Regions from separate parts of the Gossypium hirsutum genome. Here region 2 is linked to region 1. The links are chromatin contacts, called in public Hi-C maps. All regions are on one chromosome and are shown on one strand. The core of a region is the stretch at or near the end of the contact, and the rest is flanking DNA. Distances in the headings are between cores, read along the strand shown. Region 1 holds the start of LOC107945928 (external alternative NAD(P)H-ubiquinone oxidoreductase B2, mitochondrial). Region 2 holds the start of LOC107962154 (vesicle-associated protein 4-2).

What was found. A called contact is a pair of places that touch in the nucleus more often than the background predicts.
Region 2: a contact with region 1 is called in a Hi-C map of callus, with 4 times the contacts expected there. The contact joins the promoter of LOC107962154 here to the promoter of LOC107945928 in region 1. A contact is called at or near these places in 2 of 34 Hi-C or Micro-C datasets (callus and leaf).

Annotation. Positions count from the first base shown.
Region 1 is chrA06:91,848,003-91,854,647 of Gossypium_hirsutum_v2.1, forward strand. LOC107945928 (external alternative NAD(P)H-ubiquinone oxidoreductase B2, mitochondrial) reads left to right here and starts at 3,554. Exons shown (of 11, transcript XM_041115686.1): 1 at 3,554-3,859; 2 at 3,995-4,139; 3 at 4,773-5,094; 4 at 5,202-5,408; 5 at 5,541-5,791; 6 at 5,967-6,186; 7 at 6,275-6,379; 8 at 6,475-6,645. The coding sequence starts at 4,051.
Region 2 is chrA06:92,406,461-92,412,901 of Gossypium_hirsutum_v2.1, forward strand. It overlaps LOC107962154 (vesicle-associated protein 4-2), which reads right to left and starts at 4,812. Exons shown (of 7, transcript XM_016898415.2): 1 at 4,385-4,812; 2 at 3,975-4,045; 3 at 3,730-3,811; 4 at 3,467-3,585; 5 at 2,729-2,806; 6 at 2,448-2,567; 7 at 1,914-2,349. The coding sequence starts at 4,628. The coding sequence ends at 2,290.

The DNA.
Region 1 (6,645 bases), core at 2,304-4,803:
ATGTTAGTGGTGACCATCAGACTATAGGTGACTTTGATACTCCCATGGATGATGTTGTGAATGATCAACAACAAGCACCTATAGCTCCACCAGCAGTTCCACTTCGAAGGTCTTCCAGAGATCGACAATCTTCTGTCAGGTATTCTCCTGATGAATATGTTCTTTTGACTGACGGGGGAGAACTTGAATGTTATGAAGAGGCTATGGAGAGTGAATGCAAAGATCAGTGGGTTGAAGCGATGAAAGACGAACTTCAATCCTTGCATGAGAACCATACTTTTGAATTGGTGAAACTGCCTAAGGGCAAAAGAGCTTTGAAGAATCGGTGGGTTTACAGGTTGAAGCAAGAAGAGAAGTCTTCATTTCCACGATACAAAGCTAGATTGGTCGTCAAGGGTTATACTCAGAAAAAGGGGGTTGATTTTGAAGAAATATTTTCTCCGGTTGTGAAGATGTCCTCTATCAGAACTATACTGAGTTTGGCAGCTTGTTATGACCTAGAGGTTGAACAAATGGATGTGAAAACTGCTTTTCTTCATGGTGACTTGGAAGAAGAGCTTTACATGGAGCAGCCAGAGGGTTTTGTTGCACAAGGGAAAGAGGACTATGTGTGCAGATTGAAGAAGAGCTTGTATGGTTTGAAGCAAGCTCCAAGGCAATGGTACAAGAAGTTTGAGTCTGTTATGGGGGAGCAAGGCTACAAGAAGACTACTTCTGATCATTGTGTGTTTGTTAAAAGATTCTCTGGTGATGATTTTATTATTCTTTTGCTCTATGTTGATGATATGCTTATTGTTGGTCAGAATGCTTCTAGAATTGAGAAGTTGAAACAAGAGTTGAGTAAATCCTTTGCAATGAAGGATTTGGGGCCAGCAAAGCAAATTCTTGGCATAAGACTGACACGTGATAGAAAGGCCAAGAAATTATGGTTATCACAAGAGAGGTACATTGAGAAAGTACTTCAAAGGTTTAGTATGGACAAAGCTAAAGCGGTGAATACTCCCTTTGCTATGCACTTTAGATTGAGTGTTAAGCATAGTCCTTCCACAGAAAAGGAGAAGGAAGAGATGCAGAAAATTCCTTACTCTTCAGCCGTGGGTAGTTTGATGTACGCAATGGTTTGCACGAGACCAGACTTGGCTTATGCCGTTGGTACAGTTAGTCGGTTTCTTTCTAATCCAGGCAGAGAGCATTGGAATGCAGTGAAGTGGATTATGAGATATCTTCGTGGCACTTCCAACATGAAACTTTGTTTCGGCAATGAGAAACCTGTTCTTGTTGGGTATACAGATTCAGACATGGCCGGAGACATTGACTCGAGGAGATCTACTTCAGGTTACTTAATCACTTATGCAGGGGGAGCTGTGGCATGGCAATCGAGACTGCAAAAGTGTGTTGCATTGTCCACCACCGAATCAGAGTTCATTGCAGCAACCGAAGCGTGTAAGGAGATGCTTTGGATGAAGAAGTTTGTGCATGAGCTTGGTTTTACTCAGGAGAAGTATGTCCTGTACTGTGATAGCCAGAGTGCTATTCATCTTGGTAAGAACTCAACTTTTCATGCTAGATCTAAGCATATTGATGTGAGGTACCATTGGATACGAGATGTTCTTGAAGCTAAGCTGTTAGAGCTTGAGAAGATACACACTAATGATAATGGTGCTGATATGTTGACGAAGGCCTTACCAAGAGGAAAGTTTGAAGCATGTTGTTTGACCTCCGGCATGGAGGCATTCCCCACATAGTTGGAGGGGGAGATTTGTTGGGTATGGGTCCCACTATGTGGGAAACCCATATTTTCTGGCACAAATGTTTTGCCTTCCTTTTTCTTTTGGTTTTGTCAAAAGCCAATTTTTTGGCTTATTAACGGGAGTGGACAGAAATTTTTCTGCAGAGAGCTAAAGAAAAAATAGAGAGAGAGAATAGAAAAAAATCAGATTTTCAAGCTTGGTGCAGCAGTGATCAACTCTTCGATCGAAGGTCCATCCGTGGTTCGATTGAGCTGATTTTTGGACAGCAGCTAGGTGATAAGGTGTTCTTGACTTTGTACGGTCGGATTTTTCATCCGAGTCTTGTAGCGTCGGAAATACCCATTTTTCAGCAGCTACGTTTTTGGTGATGTTCTCTCATTTTTCTCTCTTTTGCTAAAGATTACATGTTGTTAGCCTTGTCGGTGTTGAATGCTTGTTGTAGGCTTGATATTGTGATCTTGTAGTTGAACATTTGATGATAGTTGAGCTCTTTATCGGACTCTAAAGTCCCGTGGTTTTTACCCTTAATTTAGAGGGGTTTTCCACGTAAAAATATCGGTGTCTCTATTTTTTTTGTTGTGGTTGCATTAGTTGATTTGTGGTTGATTAAGGTTGCTAGAGAACATATCTTGTGCTATTGTGCTTGCCATAATTTTTACAGGAGTTATAAGGAGAGAAAGAACACCGGTTGTGCTTTCGCTTTGTTTCGGTTGTTCGGTTTCTTCCCAACATATATAACTAAAATAAGTTGTTTTAATTTTTATAATTTAATTGGCTCACAATATAAAAATGAATTAAAAATAATATAAATTAGAATTTGAACATGAATATGAATCCATTGACAGGTTAAAATCCATATTTAAAACATTTGATACTTATATTGATTTTAGTATGTTAATGTTGATATTTTAAGAGTGGCCACCATACATTATTTATATTATTTACTTTTAAAAAAAATAAATTGGATTCCATAAATTATGGACCGCTTATTGATTACCAAAAGAGAACATGAAAAATATGCTTTGCGGCAAAGGAAAACATGGAGGTTGTCAGCAATGTTTGTGGTGTGTGTACAAAACAATGACGTAAAGCATGCTAATTGCCGACTTTATTACCACCTTCTATTTGACCACCTAACATTCTGCAATTAACAGCCTGTCCTTTATATGCTCATTCTGTATATGTACTTTTCTCTTCCAATATTACGCCTGCCTTTCTTTCTTTCTTTTTTTTTCCCGCCTTTAATTTTAGGAAGGCTTCATGATTTTATTTTATTTTGATTTCAGTGATTATTAAAATATTTTTTATTTCTTGATATTTAACACGTTTTATTTATGGTTCAAAGATTAAATTTTAATTTTTATTAAAAATTTAAAATTCTAATTAATTTGTTTTTTTAGTATATGTCATTATCATGAATTTTTAAAATGTCAATATAAGAGTTTTTTTAGACAGCCAATATAAAAAATTTAATTAATTAGAATTTTAAATTTTAAATTTTAAATTTTAAATTTTGAATTTTTAATAAAATAAAACTTTTAGAATAACAAGATTATGATTTGAGTGAATAAAATTTTATATATAAATAATTAATTCTAAAATAAAATGAAGCTTTTAATGAAATAATAAAGACAAAGAAAATTACTGTATTTTAAATTCAAATTCATATTTTTTAAAATTTTACATTATTTTAAATGACAAAAATACCCTTTATTGTTTTATAAAAAGAATTGATTGTTAAAAGGAAATCAATATATTACATATGATTTGTAATTTTTTTTTGGGGGGGGGGTGGGGTTCAAAACCCTAATTAGGTTCAACGGTCTATCCAAGAAAAAAACATGAATCATTGAAAAATCTCTTAAATTAAAGAAAGAGAATAAGAAAAAATAAATTCCGAGGATTGATGGATCCAACGGACACAGGTTTTTCACAGAGACGTAGCGGTCATAATGTAGTGACGGCGGCGCAATTAAGGATCCAGATACTATTTAATATTTAATTCATTAAAATATTTTGACCAAAAATTATATAATAATGATTCCATAAATATAGTAGCACATTGCCGCCTCTGCCTTGCTCTCCAAGTCATTGAAAAAGAAAGCGAGGTAGTAAAGACCTGGAACCATCGTGTGACAACGCCACGAACCTCGCGTTTCTCATCTACTCTTTTTCTTTTTTTTTCTTCTTCTGCCTTTTTGTATTTTTAATACGTAACCGCTTTCTCTGTGATTTTCCTCCAGTTTTCTTGGTTCATATAGGCTAAACAAGTAAAAGAACAGATCTACAGAGCACCAAGATGAGGAACTTCAACTTCTTCGGGAGACTATCCAGGGCTTTTAATGATTATCCTTCTCTTTCTAAGGTCATCGTCGTCTCTACTATCAGGTGCTTTTTTCATTCCTTCTTTCTTTCTTTTTTTCCCCCATTTTTTAAGCATTTTTCTTGTGTTTATAACTTTATATACAAATATTTTATTTGCTTTTTGGTTCTATGAAGTTGTTAAGCATGACCTGAGTGCCTCTTTGTGTTTCTATTTTTTTATTATCATAGATTTAGTTTCTTAATATTGATTTGTGGTTCATGCTGTTTTTTGTTTGTAGATTCTCTCTGCATTTAGATAGGCGATTGTTTTTAGGCCCATCTGATGAATGATGTTTTTTTTTTTTGAGATTTTGAGCTGAAATTTGGAATATTGAAATGCTCTGTCAGAAGTCTGAAGAACAGAGCAAATATGTTTTGAATTATAGGGAGGAAGAGAACTGTCATCTCTGCCTAAAGGCCGGTGTCAGTGAATTATGCACGCTAGGAAAATTGAAGCTTTATTTGCTTCTTTAAAATTGTAAAGGAAATGGGAAAAGATCTAAAAATTTGTCCTGTTTGAATGTATCTGCAAAGTTTAGGAGCTTGAGTGCGTAATTTATTAATTTCTCAAGATTAGTTAAAAACGAACTGTATGTTTGAAACTTTCCATTAAGCATTCTCCTTCAGCTCTAAGTCTATTGCATTTTTTTGGTGCAGTGGTGGGAGCCTTATAGCTTATGCTGAAGCAAACGCATTCAATGGCAGTAAGGGCCATATTGCTCATGCTGATGCGGTGGCATCTAATGATGACCGTCGAATTGCTTCATCTGAACAAGTTCCCAAGAAAAAGAAGGTGGTGCTGCTTGGAACTGGTTGGGGAGGAATGAGTTTCCTGAAGAGCCTGAATAACACTAATTTTGAGGTGCAGGTTGTTTCTCCTCGTAATTTCTTTGTGTTCACCCCATTGCTACCAAGTGTTACATGTGGCAAAGTAGAAGCCCGCAGCATTGTTGAGCCAATTCGCAACATCATCAGAAAGGTAATGTGGATTTGTCAATGAAAATAAGATCTTGTATATTGTGGAAATCAGAAAAAACCAATTCTAAATGAATTCTGATGATGGTTTCCTGTTTCATGCTTGAGCAGAAAAATGTGAACATCAGTTACTCTGAAGCTGAATGCGTAAAAATAGATCCCAATAATAAGAAAATTTACTGTCGCGCTACTATAGACAGCCATTCAAAGGGGGAAGAAGTGTTTGCGGTAGACTATGACTACCTTATTATAGCTGTGGGAGCTCAGGTTAACACCTTTAATACCCCTGGTGTCATGGAAAATTGCCATTTCCTAAAGGTAAGCTCTGTTTCCGTGCTTTATTTAGTATTGGGGAAACATGTGATAGAAACCATTTTCGCTTCTCTTAATACCATTATGTTTGTTTTGTTTTGTTTTCTTTCATTCTAAGCAGCAAGATTCTTTGGGCAGGAAATTGATGATGCTCAGAAGATTCGTAAGAATGTTATTGATTCCTTTGAGAAGGCAAGCTTACCAAATTTAAGTGATGAGGAGAGAAAAAAAATCCTTCACTTTGTTGTTGTTGGCGGTGGCCCAACTGGTGTGGAATTTGCAGCAGAACTTCATGACTTTGTCAATGAGGATGTGGTCAAGCTATATCCAAATGTCCAAGACTTGGTGAAAATAACACTTCTTGAGGCTACAGATCATATTTTGAACATGTAAGAATGTGAATGTCCAAATTCCCTTTAAAGATAAGTAGTCCTATGTTTTCCATCATCATCATTATCCTGATACCTGCTATCACTGAGAACTGAGAAGCTTTAGTGTTTATGTTAAGATATTTATTTCACAATCTGAAGTTATATGAAGCTTTTAAGGCGTTTTTCTTTTCAGGTTTGACAAAAGAATCACAAATTTCGCGGAACAGAAATTTGGAAGAGATGGCATTGATGTGAAATTGGGGTCAATGGTCACCGGCATAAATGAAAATGAAATATCTACAAAAGTTAGAGGTAATGGCGAAAAAACTTCAACGCCATATGGAATGGCTCTCTGGTCAACTGGCATTGGACCTCGTCCTCTCATAAAGGAGTTCATGAAGCAAATTGGTCAGGTAATATATATTTGGTCACTCATACCAATTAGTTTGCACAACTCGTCTAACTATACTCTCTGAGCCACCATGAATTCTGTTGTAAAAGGGTAATAGGCGTGCTTTAGCAACGGATGAATGGCTGCGAGTTGAGGGATTTGGTAACATTTATGCACTTGGCGACTGTGCTACTGTTAACCAGCGGAAAGTCATGGTACCTATTTGTAATGTTTTGCTATTTCTTAATGATTTTTGGTTATTGCTAGTATTGATATTTCTTTGTTCCTTGTAATTTCCAATAAATTTTAGGAAGATATATCAGAAATATTTAGAAAGGCAGACAAGGACAACTCGGGAACACTTACAGTGAAAGAATTTCAAGAGATCATTGATGATATCTGTGAAAGATACCCTCAAGTGGAGCTTTATCTGAAGAACAAGCAGGTGCGTAACATGGTTGATCTTTTGAAGGAAGCCAAA
Region 2 (6,441 bases), core at 3,562-6,061, 560 kb after region 1:
TTACTAGAAAGCCAAAGAATAAAGTATGAGAAAATCCGTCATTCCATTGTTAATGTTGTAGTTATAAGGGGTGGTAAGCTTCCATTATGTTGTTCTAAACTCATTCTTCAAACCTATTTTGGTATGTGTTATGGGGAGTGCTCTAACCTTCTCGCTCATGATGATTATAGCCTTCAAGGGGCAGAGATGTAGCTTTTTTTCTAATTTCTCACAAACGGTGTCAATTGTTACAATACAAAAATGGGGATGTTTGATTATAGTGGTTCACACCGTAAGAGATGTGGAGAGTTTCTAAGATGAAGGTTGTTCACACCGAGCGAGGTGTGAAAAGCTGCTAGACTTGGAGGTTTAAAACTGTATGGATCAAGTTGTTGGCAAAGTAATGACTAGGTCTTTCTCTTGTGTCTTTACATTGGTGATGAGGGGGTATTTATAGGGGATAGAAGCTAGGCGTAGGCCTCAGCCATCGGGTTCCCTTCCCTTATGTGTTGTGATAGGGTGGTGTGTGTCAGCCTAGGACACTGTTGGAGCTAACTTTAATGGATTAGACGAGACTGTCGATTGTGATAGATTGATAGATATTGTTAAGGATGTTTCCTGATATATGTTTTGCAAATTGTGTGGCCCTGTAAAGTTTGATGTTTAGGTGAGGCCATGAGATCGAACTCTTTTGGCAAAGCCATAGCAAGGTTGTGCATCGCCAAGTGTCTATAATGGTCAATTATTCTGGCGAGCTAGAGTCTAAGATGAAAATATAACAGATTCTTTATTTTTTAAATTTTGTCAAGAAAATACCTACAAAGTACATGCACCACGCATCCGTGGCTTATTCTTATTCATGTAGAACTAAAAGCATTGGATATGGATACAAGTTGGGCTTGTCCTTATTCATGGACTTTTGAATCACAAGAACAGCTACTTGGCTTATTCATGCTTTTCCAGAAACACAAAGCCATTGACCAACAAAGAGAGAATCACAGTCGAGGTTAGGGTTTACTGAATCGAAGAACGTCGTGGTCAAGTTAAACTCCTGTATTACATTGAAGCATGTGTCGCCACTCGCTACGCCGTACACCTCGTTACAGCTTGGGGTGCTCTTCTTTCCTATTGGACCTGCACATTTTCAATACATTTTTTAATCATTAAATTCTAATACCAAAACATAAAAGAATGAACATTAAAAAAAAAACAAATGGTTATAATTCGTCGTGTTTTAGTTCTTGATTTGAGAGCCTACTCCCAATTCCACGGCTTTCAACCATAGAAACAATGACCAAAAGAGCAATGATCAACACAAAGTTGGTGAGCATGGAAATATTGTTGGACTTGGCCATTTTGTTGGTTTTAGCCTTTTTCCTGGATTAAACTCCTATTTATAGTAAAAATTAATGTTGGAAACCTAGAAAAAAGTGGAGAGGCCGATAATATCCGAGTGATTCCCAATTGGAAACAAGAGGCCGCCTTTACATTGTGATCTATACATATGCAGATTCCCATTCCATGGCGGATTAGACAATGACGAAAACAATGCTAATTACTAAGATGGTGAATATTGAAGCAGCATGTAAAGGAGAGGACTAGATGACTGCAATTTCCATCGCTTTGTTAATGGCCGCATTGCCCTCTGCGTTAAATGGTTCAATGCCAGCTTTAGTCAGTTTCAAGTATAAACTTCAATTTAATCCCTTTTACTTGAATAGAAACATGTCATTTTTTACCTCACTCAAAAGTTAAAAATTCAATTTAATACATAGTTTTAGCTTTGGCCCCTCAAATCTTTTAATTTTTATCTCAACCTCTATCACTCAATTTCATGTTCAAAACCAACCATCTAACCCGATTTACCTATGCATTCACACAGAAGAGAGTATGTCATCCCGTACATGATTTGCTTTGAAAGGTTACAAAAGCACTGGACAAAAATTGTTCAAAATGTGACATTTTCCTAAAGGTAATTGATACAGAACATTATTGATTATGTATGCATTTAAATACTCCTACTCGGTTTGATATCCATTTAGTGTATTACACCCCATGAAGAACAGTTTTATTCCCCTTAGGGAGGCGGCAAAATCACATTATCTACAATGCAGATAGTAACTAGCTGATTTCAAGTCTCCAATTACAGAAATTTCAGCTTCACTCTTCTTTACAACCACAAAATATTTCGAAATTTCCAGATCATTCTTCTGAGACAATACCCTTTGCGTTACATGAAATGATTTGATGGACATAAGCACGAGATGACTATATAAAACTTCAACCATACAACGAGGAAACTAATCCACTTTAAGCTGAGTCTACTCCTTCAATCTGCTGCCGAGCAAGGTATCTTTCCCTTCGCTCTTTCTGCATGACAGAAATTTACAGTTGTAAGTAATTCCATATCATACAAGTAAAATATCTATAAGAATAATTTTTCATCAGATGATTACAAGAAAACTTACCCATTCATCTATCACAAGTCCTTCCCCAATTATCCTTGGACCTGCATCCTCCGGAGGCTTTTTGCGTGCCTCAACTGCAGCATCGGCATCAGCTAATTGGCGCTTCAATTTTTCCAGAGCCTTAAACCCATAAAAATATTTAGGCCGTTTAGTTTGCTATGATTTTGATAATTTGGTATATGCATGTCAAACATCATGCAGGCGGAAAGCATTGACACGCTAGAATGAATAGGGGCACATATATCAGTGACTTATGGTGGTAATATGGTAGCGGTACTTACAGGACAAGGGCGCTTGGGATCTAGAAAAACAACCCGCAAAATTTGCTCTATTGCCACTTGATCCTTTTGCTCATCAAACTGCAAAAGACAGGCACCTAAGATTAATTACACCATTTACAAATATCCAACCTCAAATAAAAAGAAAAAAGATCAGACAGGCAGAGAAGCAATCAATAGCGTACATGGTAAAAGAATATTCTCAATTGTGCATCAAACAAATGCAGCCAAACAACCCATAAAATTGATTGAAAATCATGCTTGCCCTATCAAAATGGGCCCAAAATCAGCTTTTCAACAAGAGATTCTTATCTGATTAAGCATGATAATTGGGCATATGTCGGCTTCAAAAGTCAATTTACAGCAACACCAGGACAACTCAATGACAAAGAAAAAAAAAAATCTGCCTATAAAGCACAGTAGTTTCTTTATGTTGCAGACAAAAGGTACAAATCCCAAAAAAGAAGAATATTGGATATAGAAGTTCTGTTCCACAGTGACATTTTATGCTTCAGATTAGCACTGCTTATCCATCTGTAAGGTCACCCCATAAAGTTATGTGTTTGTAGAGAAACTCACTATTAGCCACGAAGTAAATATTATATGCATCAACAGAATATTACTTTATGTTCATCATAAGCTCACTAACATCTAAATGTAGTCAAATTAAAAAGTCTTATTATTGGTTGTCATCATGTGAATAATATGACAATACAGTTGTACAGGAGAAGTTCAACTCACCAGCTCGGGAACATACTCCATTGGACCCTTCACCTTGAGACTCATGATTTTAAACTTAACCTTGCTCTTTTGATCCATTGGCTTTTCATTGTTCTCAGGTTGCTCAACAAACTTAAAGACTAGTAAATCCATTCAAACGAGGAAGTGAAATTCATAAGAATCTTTCAGAAGATAAGACAAACATTAAATATATATTAATTCCAAATTGTCAATGTATAATCAAACTAGAATTAACGGGTGTGTGTACAGAAGGAAGCAATTACCGGTCGCAATGATGCTCTCCCCAGGTGCAAGAATAGCACCTGGTGGGCGCATGAAACAACTCTTGGGCGCTGTAGTTTGAAACTAAACCAACAGAAACAAAAGGTTCATTACAAATCAAAGCAACTGTCATAAAGCACAACATCATTCCACTTCCGTTTCTAATGTATACAGAAAACATAGACAAATAACAAAGACTAATACAACAAAGCAAAATTGAAAATTTTCAAAGGTTTAAGGTTTTTACCTTGAAAGCTGTATATGACTTGCTCGTGTTTTTTATCCTGACCGCGCTCCTCACTTGTTTGCCAGGTTCATCTTCGAAAAAGAAAACGTAATATACAATCAAGAATAAGAGAAAAGATTATTTCCATTTACTTGGAAAAATTTTATACAATTTCTTCCGAAATAAATCGAATTGAAATTTTCCTGATTTAAGTCAAAAGTATTTCAAATAAAGAGTAACAACAAATTTTAGTCCGATTATATCAGCTACTTTAATCAACAATCTTGATTCTGAACAATCTCTACTATAAAATATTTTTTTCAACTTACTGTTAATTTCAAGAAATAAGCATCAAAAGTTTTGCATAATATTGAATCAAACAAACGGGAAATTTAGAATCAGATAAAAAAGCAAAGAAGAATAGTACTTACATGGAAAATAGAGCTTATTAGCCGGATCAAGTTTGAGCCGGCGACGAGTCGGCAAAAGCGACTTGGCGACAGAGGAAACGGAGTTAGCCGAGGCATGATGGTCGGATCCTTCGAGGTGAGGCTGAGTTTGAGCGGAGGAAGAAGACGTCGTACTGCTGGTGTTCCCGGTTTGTCTAAACGGCAGCTTAAAGAACCCCCAAACTTTGCCGTCGTACGATGACTTTTGGTCGGTTTCTATTGCCATCTTATCTCAAAACAAACACGAGGGCATATAGGACACCGTTTCTTTACGTTTCGCAGAGGAAGGAACTTCCACTGCTACTCGAATCGAGAAAGTCGTGACAAGGAAATGAGAGAGAGAGAGAGAGAGAGAGAGGGAGAGAGGGGGTCGGATTTTAGAGCTTGGATTGTACTGTATTTGACTTGGGAGAATTTGAAGTCCGCTTTTCCCCTTTAAAAGTCAATCAATCTCCCAAAAACGACACCGTGTCCAATTTCAATTATTTATTTTAAAAAACCGTTGTTTCGCAGGTAATATCGTCGCCCTTTCTATAAACTGCCGCGGAAAGTAAACGATTCAACCACGACTTTCAGGGTTTTGGAATGGTTTAAGTAATTTTGGTTTGTACTTTCAATTTATTAAAAGATTCACGCGTTTTTCCGTCTTCTATTTATTCAACAGGAAACAGAAATGTCAACAATAGTTTCTTTATGGAAGAAATTTCATTATAACTTTGATTTTAAAAATACCAATTTTGGTTTTATTTATAAACCGTTTTGTTTAATTTCGAAGGATTGATTACCTTATTTATTTTTGTGTTTGAAAGTTAATTAAGGATATAATAACAGAAATAATTAGTGGGAATAACGCGGAAATTGAATCATTGCCTTCATCTGGCCGTCTTTAAGTCTTAAGCAACTAGACTAGATCAGGAAAAAACTAGTAATTTACCATGAATCAAGTTAAGTTAGGCTTCAAAGGGACTTATTTCTATAAAATTATAAGATTACTCCTTATAATTTTTATAGAATTTAAGCTTTAATCCCTATACTTAAAAAGTTAAAAATTAAATGGATTCTAATGTTGAAATTTTAATTTGTTTTTAGTTTATTTGTAAAATATTGTCTAATAAATTTTGATATTTAAAGAAAATGCAGAGTCAAGAGTTCAAATTAAAATATTAAATTTAAAAAATAGAGTTAGAACAAAAAATAATAATAAACTTATTTAAAATATAAGCTTAATTGAATAATAAGCCATTAAATGATACCCTTTCTTTGTTTGAGTAAGGTACTTTGAGTTTGATTTTTTATTGTTATTGAATTAGATACCTAATGTATAATTTCATTAAAAAGAAACTTTTCAGTCAATTAAGAGCTGCTCGTATTTAGGATTTTTTTTTAATTTGAGTTGGAAAAAGGAAATTAATTTCTAAATAAAAATGGGTAAACTACAATAGAGGTCACCCAATTATGGTTTATATTTTCTTTTTTGGCTACCCAATTATAAAAAGTTACAAAATGGTCACTCAATTATTAGTAAATTTCTTTTTTTTGTCACCCAATTAGTCAATTTTCTCTTTTTTTTTATCACCCAACTATCTACTAACTATCGTAAAAATAATTTGTATTTCATCCTAACTAATAATAGCATCATTTAAGAGTCGCCAAGAGTGCTTTGCTTACAGTCCTAGAGAAAGCAGTAATTGTTGCGGCTTGGGATAGAGGAAAGTGATGGGGACAATCGAGTGGGAGGGATGAGATCTCTCTCCTAGTAGAAGAACTCATTCAATTATCATTCAAAGGTTAAATGGTGGTACCAAGTGAAAAACCAACTTTGATCTGTACAATTTGGACAGAGAAGCTTTACAATCCAAAAAGCTTTATGGCACAGATGAAAAGTATATGGAAGACAAGGAAAAAATTTGAGATCCAGATGGTGGGGCAGAATTTATTTTTGATAGTGTTTGATTTGGAAGAAGATCTCGAGACAATTATGGAGGGGAGACCATGGCTTTTTCAAAAAAAGTCTTATATTATTTGACAGATTAACTCAA